2 separate regions of the Cricetulus griseus genome follow, and region 2 is linked to region 1. Evidence: chromatin contacts called from public Hi-C data. All regions are on one chromosome and are shown on one strand. Each heading gives the region's core, a stretch centred on a gene start, on an enhancer-like site or on the middle of the called end of the contact. The rest is flanking DNA. Distances are from core to core; before and after follow the strand shown. Region 1 has its middle 51 kb from the start of Hsf5. Region 2 overlaps Tspoap1 (peripheral-type benzodiazepine receptor-associated protein 1).

What was found. A called contact is a pair of places that touch in the nucleus more often than the background predicts.
Region 2: a contact with region 1 is called in a Hi-C map of fibroblasts, with 3 times the contacts expected there. The contact joins two enhancer-like sites. A contact is called at or near these places in 3 of 8 Hi-C or Micro-C datasets (the CHL-YN cell line, fibroblasts and liver).

What each region holds. Positions count from the first base shown.
Region 1 is chr7:100,834,984-100,838,882 of CriGri-PICRH-1.0, reverse strand. No RefSeq gene overlaps it. Among named protein-coding and RNA genes, the nearest start is that of Hsf5, 51 kb to the right of the region's middle. Within about 2 kb of position 1,957, at least 3 of the 6 cell types and tissues checked have open chromatin away from gene starts, as enhancers often do.
Region 2 is chr7:100,940,330-100,944,228 of CriGri-PICRH-1.0, reverse strand. It overlaps Tspoap1 (peripheral-type benzodiazepine receptor-associated protein 1), which reads right to left. Exons shown (of 32, transcript XM_027426311.2): 11 at 3,622-3,672; 12 at 3,292-3,312; 13 at 2,423-2,627; 14 at 1,729-1,901; 15 at 481-596; 16 at 96-205. Among named protein-coding and RNA genes, the nearest start is that of Tspoap1, 8.8 kb to the right of the region's middle. Within about 2 kb of position 1,993, at least 1 of the 6 cell types and tissues checked has open chromatin away from gene starts, as enhancers often do.

The DNA of each region.
Region 1 (3,899 bases), core at 708-3,207:
GGCTTCAGTTTCAGAAAGCCAGGTCAGAATTCTCGACGGTGTATTCCCAAGCACAGGTGGCACTCCAGATTGGGAGGAGGAGAGGGACTTTTTCAGCCCACTTCTGGGGCAGGTATGTCATTCTCTCCCATCCTCACTGTGAACACAGAAACACCACCACTGCCTGTTGAGATTTCCAAATGTGCTTTAGATCCAACATGAATTGGTTTTGTGTCCGATCACTTGCTGTTGGTCTTCCATATGTATCAGATTTCTGAGGCACTAAACCCAATGTTGATGAGCAAAAAACAAGGGCGACAGCTAGGGCAGCCCATCGCAAGTAACACTGAAGAACTCCAGCTCAGAAGATGAGAGATGGCCCCCTTTAAGCTAGAAATTGTCAATTTTAAAGGACTAAAGGCCATGAGAGGCTTTTCTTTTTAAATAGAGTGGAAATTAATCAGGCCACACCTGGAGGGATGTCTAAGGCTGCTACAGCAGGAATTCATTAAAACGTCCATGCTAGATTGTGTTTCAGCCTAGCCCAGAGTGCTAGGCCTACTAAATTTATATACTTTTTAAGAACTTCAATATATTATATTTTTTTGTGTTCCACCAAAAGTGCCTGTAAAATTAGGCACAGATCCATATATCTTTGACATACAACAGAATAAACATCAATACCAAAATCTCTCCCAGCTTCCATATTGAGATACTTGATGAGTTTAGCTTCCCAGGTATTTTCCCAGGTAAAATTCATATTTCTTTTTCCACTTTCCTTTCTTGCTTACAGATTCGAGATTTTATTCTCCAGCCTGAGTCTATCAAGTGCTTTGGCTTTCCTCAACATGCTGAGGAGACTAATATCCAGACCTTAGAATCTGTAATCTTTGAGATTCAGAAGAAAAACAAAGGACTATTCCTAACACGTTTTCAAATTCCTTAAGGGGGTGGGGAATAAAAGACAAGGGGAGTTGGGGGGGTGGCCAGTCACAGGCTTTATGTTTGAAGGGGGGAATCAACAGAGTAGAGGAGATCCGGGTATTTCTAGGCTCCTATGAAACTTCAGATTCTTGTATAAACATCAGATTTTAAAATGTGCACGTTTAAGTAACTATAAATGCACTTCACCCACAAAGCCTGCTGCCTTCTGAGGCCACGTTTAAAAATCCTACAAAGTCTTCAGAAGTGCTGAAAAACCAAGCAACTGAACATGAACCTGCTATAGATTCCTTACTTTTGCTGAGACAGAGGTAAGGAGGAAACAAAAAAGAATTTCAAAAGAAATCTGCAAACCTGTTGCGCTGTCGGGCCCACTGGAATCCACGGGGGGGTGAAACAAATTCAATTATGCTTTTATAAATCCTGCTTTTAAAAGATCTGAGCTGCTTAACCCAGTGCGGCTCACTCTTCCACCTTCACTCTGCCGTCAGACCAAGTGTCCGCACTACAGGTAGGTGCGTGCGGAGAAATTCCGAAGCCCGAAAAAGCAATCCACGCAGGTCAAAGGCAGAAACTAATTCCAGGAAGAGAGCTACTGTCCTCAAGAACTCTGGAAATGCTTAAAGAAGATCCAAAATCATCTCTGGAATCTAGCAAAAGTCCTTTTCCCCCCGCCGCCTCTGTACAGAATATTAAATGATCAGCTCTTGAAAGACAACAAAGTAGTAAATACAACAATTTACTACCAGAAACACACACACACACAAAAAAAAAAATCCCAGAGGGAGAAGGCGGTATCTCTGAATCATGGATGGGCTTGGGAAGTTGAGAAGAAGGAAGGATTCAGTGCTTCCTTTCCAGAACGACAATTCTGGATCAGCTCCCTACACCAGGAAGCCTGCGGTTGGTAATTGGTGTTCTAGCTCTGACTCCCTCCCCTGGGAGTGCAATCACGCTCTCTACCTGCTGACAAAGTGAGGGTGGAGCAGCTGCACGCAAGCCCGCCCCTCCTCCTCTTGGTGCACGCACTCGCAAACTTAACCAAGTCTTCTCCCGCTCTCTTCCTGTGTCTCGCTCCTTTACTCCCTCTAGCGAGCCACCGCCTAACTGCATGCAACTCAATCAATCAGTCCTTAGCTTTCCCTGCAGCATATAAATCAGGGCCATTCAAAGATACCTAAGCGGATTCTGTAAGCAATTGGGCACAGATGGTGGAATGAGGAAATAAACAGAAAACATACAAGAATCAAAAAAAAAAAAAAACCAAACAAACAAAAGAATGGCGCGAAGTCTTGCAAATACAAGTTCAAACAGGTTTCTATTTTTCCATGTCCATAAATGGCACAAAGACCAGGTTGAGAGATCTTATACCGCAGTACCCGGCAGCACACGTTGCTTCTGTCTGCCACCGTGGAAACCGTCTGTTCATTTTCTGCATAGCTTTTCTGTTCTTACTGGTGTAAATTCTAGTGTAAATTCAGTAGTACTGTCTAAACTATCTGTATGGATCTTTCAAATCGGGCTGATGTCAGAAGTCTGGAATCTGTATTTCCTTCTCACTCATTGGGTCAGAGCTATTCTTCCAATGTAAGACTGTAAGTGAGTCTGTCAGAATACAGGCCAAGAGTTCAACTTATGCTTGGAGCTCGAACAGCGGCTCAGTGGTTAAGAGTATTTTCTAGGACTGAGGCTCAGTTCCTAGCACTCACGTGGTGGCTCACAACCATCTACAACTCCAGTTCCAGAGGATCTGATGCTCTCTTCTGGCCTCCACAGGCACTGCAGGCAAACACCTATACACGTTATCTTTTTAAAAAAGTTAAATGTGCTTAATGAAAACAATACAAGAAAAGAAAACTAATTTCAGTTAATTGCCACATTCATACAATATAGTTCTTTACAGTAATCTTGGCATGGGATGTTTGACTATTTTTTTTTGCGGGGGGGGGGGAGTTTCGAGACAGGGTTTCCCTGTGTAGCTTTGGAGCCTATCCTGGAACTCGCTCTGGAGACCAGGCTGGCCTCGAACTCTCAGAGATCCGCCTGCCTCTGCCTTCCGAGTGCTGGGATAAAAGGCGTGTGCCACCAACGTCCGGCTTGAATGTTTGACTATTACAATACCCAATTTACAAAATTATATTTGACTGTGATCAGACATTTTTTTTTAAAATTTTATTGTAGATGTATGGAGGTTTTATCTGCATGTATGTTTGTAAACCATGTGTGTGAGAGGCCAGAAAAGGGTATAAGATCCTGAAGAACTCGAGTTACAGATGTTTGTGAGGCACCAGGTGAGTGCTTGGATTTGAACTCAGGGCCTCTGGAAGAGCAATTGGTTCCCTTAACTTCTGAGCCATCTCTCCCGCCCCATGGTTAGACATTTCATTCTTGAGCTGCCAAATGTTTCAAAACTCTACTCACAACCAACAATGTGAACAAATTAACTATTGAAATGTATACATTTTAAACGATTGGGATAAATTTCTGTGTTTTAACTTCATATGAACATGAACCTGAAGAAAAAAAAAAAAAGATGAACCTGTTGGTCGTGTGTAAAACCATGGGGATTAGCCAAGCATGGTGGCTCAAACCTGTAATGTTGGTAGTCACAAAACTGAATCAGCAGGCCTGTTATCAATTGGAGGCCAGCCTGGGCTGTGGAGTGAGTTCCGGGTAAGTCAGAGATATCTAGCAGGACCCTATGTTAAAAGAAAAAAAGCCCTGTGGATAACTGCATTAATGGGCTTATGGTGGAAGTTAAATGGTATAATTTCTCTGAAAACATGAGGTTACCTACTGGCTCTTGCTTTTAGCCTAGGCTATCCTATAACTCCTGATACTCCTGCCTAAACCTCTGAGTGCTGGGATTACAAACACAGTCCACTATAATCAGTTCTGAAGTAAATTTATTCTCTCTTTGTATAATGTATACAGGGGAGCATGTATGAAGGTCAGAGGACAACCTGGTGGAGTAGTTC
Region 2 (3,899 bases), core at 744-3,243, 110 kb before region 1:
CGGAGTGTGCTAAGGAACGGGACTGGAAGGACCTAGGTCTTTGGTAACAGTAAACGGTGAGAGAATGGACAGGGTGATCTCTGCTACTGTCCTACCTTCAAAAAAGCCATCCTCATCCATGTCACCATAAATGTAGATATACTCGCCGGCTGTCAGGGGGAGCTCAGCTTCCGGATTCTCATTGGGACCTTCAAGGGGGTTGTAGCTGTTGGCAGAGTAGCAGAGGAGGAAGAACACAGTGGCTGACATCTCACCTCCGTACTTAGCTTCTCGAGGTCACACCTCAAGTCTTTCTGGAGATGTGGTTACTACGGTAGCCAAGTAGAGCACTCATGGTACCCACCTTGGCTCAACCCTGCTATAAGCACAGTGTTCAGTCAGTGCCACCCTCCACTATGCCCAGGGGTCTCCATCTTCATCCATACCTGTCCTCTGTGCATCCCAATGCTGAGGGTGGCAGAGTGAGCTAGAGGGACCCACCTATAGCGTGCTAGGAAGACCTGGATCCTGGCTCCTCCCGAGTTGCCCTCTGGAGCTGCTGGAAGCAGGGAGACACTGTCTACCTCCAGCTCCTCCACCTCACTGGCCGTGTCCACCTAGGGCAGGAAGAAAGTAGGCTCCTCTCAGGGTCCAAGGTCCCAAGCCAAAGACACTGTAGGCAGGAATAGCTGGGGGGTTTTTGAGAAGGGAGCTGGAAACACACCCTGCCAGGCCAGTGGCAACAAGGCCTGGCATTTGATAAACCACACTTGAGACAGAAGGTCTGTGATGCACACAGCTGTCCTAGTTTTGGGGTGTGAGGACAACTTGGACCCTTCCCTAAGTCCTGGCTCCAACCCAAGAAATAAAACAATATTCCCCAACCTGACTGACAGCCATGTCAGAGGGGAGCAGGCATCAGTGACAGTTTGGCTCCCTAAGGTAGAAACTCAGCGAAGCATCTTAGTCATAAAGAGCTGGATGCAAGAAGGAGGAGGGCCTGGAGGCACCCCCTGTTTTAGCACTGTGCCTGTACCTCCGGCTTCAACCCCCCTGGAACTCAGCGCTTCAGATCCACTAAGGCCAGCCCAAAGCTAGGACCATCAATCTATCCCACCAGGGGGCAGCAGAGGCCCAGGGCCGGGTTGTACCCCTTTGTGATGGCGATTGGCTTGCTCCTGGCCTGCCACCTCCACTTTGCAGGGTTCATAGGTAGAAAGAGGGACAAGGTGATCGGAGGAGCTGTGAGTAAAGTCAGTAGTGACTACAGCTGCCACAGGTTGGGCATCTCCTGCGTGCTCCTCGCTGAGACGTAACCCTCACAACAATTTTATAAGGCATGTTTGTAACCCCACCCCCAGCCGCCCCAGGCATACAGACAAGGAAGCCAAAGCCTAGAGACATCGTGAGTGACAAGGCTGGGATCAGAATCCAGGAACCTGTGTTCCTTCTCACGCAAGCAACTGCTTCCACTGCAGTTGCTCCTATGAACAGACTCATTATGCCGATCAGGCGCCAAACAGTCTCCTCCATCCTGCTCAAGACTCTGGGGCCTCCCTGGACCCCAGAGAGGTGCAGCTGGTAGGCAGGCCCTGGAGAGCAGGCTCCACTTCAGTTCCTGCCCACAAGAGGAAGCCACGGCCTTCAATGCCCAAGCTTGGGATCAGTAGCCACCCAACTCCTTCCGCCTCTGCCCCCGCCCCCCCCCAAGCCAATACCCAAGCCCAAAGTCCCCAGCCCAGAACTCACCTCTGGTGTGGGACATGACTTGGGGCTGTTATGGACCGACTCCGAGCGAGAAGAGTTGGAAAGAGATTCCACTTTCTTAGCCGTCCTTCGAGGGACCCCAGCAAGGGTAGCAAGAGCAGGCTCTGAAGATTTGGGGGTACAGCGTCCTGGGGAGCCCGGCGGGAGGTCAAGGTCTAAAGAGAAGATGACAAGTGGGCTTGGGATCTGTGGCCTGAGAGGACTGGGGAGATAGATGGAGCTTCTTGGATATAGGCATCTGGCCTTTCTACCCAGATATCCTAACAATAAGGGAAATATTTGGGAAGAAACTCACTGTGATTCATATCTATAAGAATCCTCCGAGCGTTTGATGAAATGCATTGAGTTTTCCTGCCTCGTGGCTTAGGAAACTGACACTTGGAGAGGTTAAACAGCATGCTAACTCCAAATGGCTGGTAAGAGAATGGAGCTAGGACCACCAGATGTGACTGACCTTTAATTCTCGACTCTTCCTAAGACCCTGATTCTGACTGCTAGGGCCTGACTCCCAGTTAGAGGCAGAACAGCGGCCTGAGATCTTGACTTAAATGAGCTATGTCTTTAACTTGCTCTATGACTTTGGATGACTGGCTGCCTCTAACCTTGAACTCCTTGCACTATACAAAAGCCCCGGGATCTGAGGAGTCCAGACCAATGTCATTAGGGGACACCTTACCTTTGGGGCCAGACCCGTGGCAGGGCTGAGGGGTAGAGCAGCAGCAGTGGGGGGGCGGATGGTCCCCAAGGACACTACAGCCCAGGGCAGAAGTAAGCAGATCCAGGGGACCTGGGTGCAGTCGAAAGGCCTGGAGCTCCTGTGCCAGAAGGCTGAAGCGCTCGGTTTGGCTGCGACACTGGCCCTCAAGCTCTCGAACCCGGGCCTACAAGAAGACCCATTGTGGTTTACCAGGCCAAGCAGAGCTGTGCAGCACTATCCAGTTCCACATAGCCCCACAACAGACTTTAGTTCACACACATGTGCCCACACACACCAGCCTGAGCACCAACCTATGGCACCAACTCTCAGACTCAGGCCAGTGCCACTCTTGCCTCAGAATACTTTATAGGTCAAAGGGTTTTCCTCATCCCACCAACAACAACAACTCAGAATCTTCTTAGCTCTGGCCACTAGTTATTCTCCCATAGGCAGTGGCCCTGTCTCACACTCAGAGACATGGGTGAGCGGTTCCATGGCAAGCTAGGATGCCTTTGGATAGAGTGACCTTTTCTCAATTACCAGGCAAGTTTCTAGCCTAAGGGCTCTCCCACTGACAATGTCATAAGGAACATGAGTCAATGGGTGACAAACTTCCTCATGGTCTAAGACAACAGCGGGGAAGGCCCTGGGTCCACTAAGTTCAGATGCAGGTTCAGGAGGAGGGGACAGCCCATGTGCCCTCTAAGTTCTCCAGATATCTGTGGAGTCCCGGGTCTGCCATCAGTGATGGCCCCTCTGTGGGATATCAGAGTTGGTCCCTGAGAGAAGAGATGTGAGCGGGTTGGGGAGTGGACACCCAGTAGGTAGAAGGCATAAATAGACTGTACCTGCATGGAATCCAATGTAGACTGGTAGGGAAGGAAAGCACAGGGGTTAGAACATTCAGCTCTGTTGGTCAATAGCCCAGGGGGAGGGGCATGAAGATGGACACCACCCGTCAGTGCTCTGAGCAGATAAAGGAATATAAAGGACATTTCAAGGTAAAAGCAGCCTCTGCGATGGGTGCCAAGGGGGGACTATTGCCACAAAGACTCAGGAGTCCTGCCCCTGTGTAGCCCGGCCTAAAGAAATAGGCCGATAAAGGGGGATACAGTCTGGCCACATTTAAGGTCCCTCCTTCCACTCTCTCCCACTCCTACACGCTCCAAGGGCCCTACCTCCAGCAACTGCACCGCTCCTTCATGTTCCCTCTTGGCTTCTGCCTGTGCCTACAAACAGGAAGAGGCATAATGCTGGAAGGGAGGACTGCACATCAGAAACAGGGTGGAGAATAAAGGTGTGTGGCAGAGGAAAGGAAAGGGCTAGAAACACAAGGAGGACAAAGCGTAGGGAGGAAAGAAGAAACGGTCTGGGGAGCCAGAGGCCAAAGGGTTTCCTTCAGACCCCCACCCTGAGCTATGCCTTAAACAGGAAGACAGAAGGGACAAGACAAGGA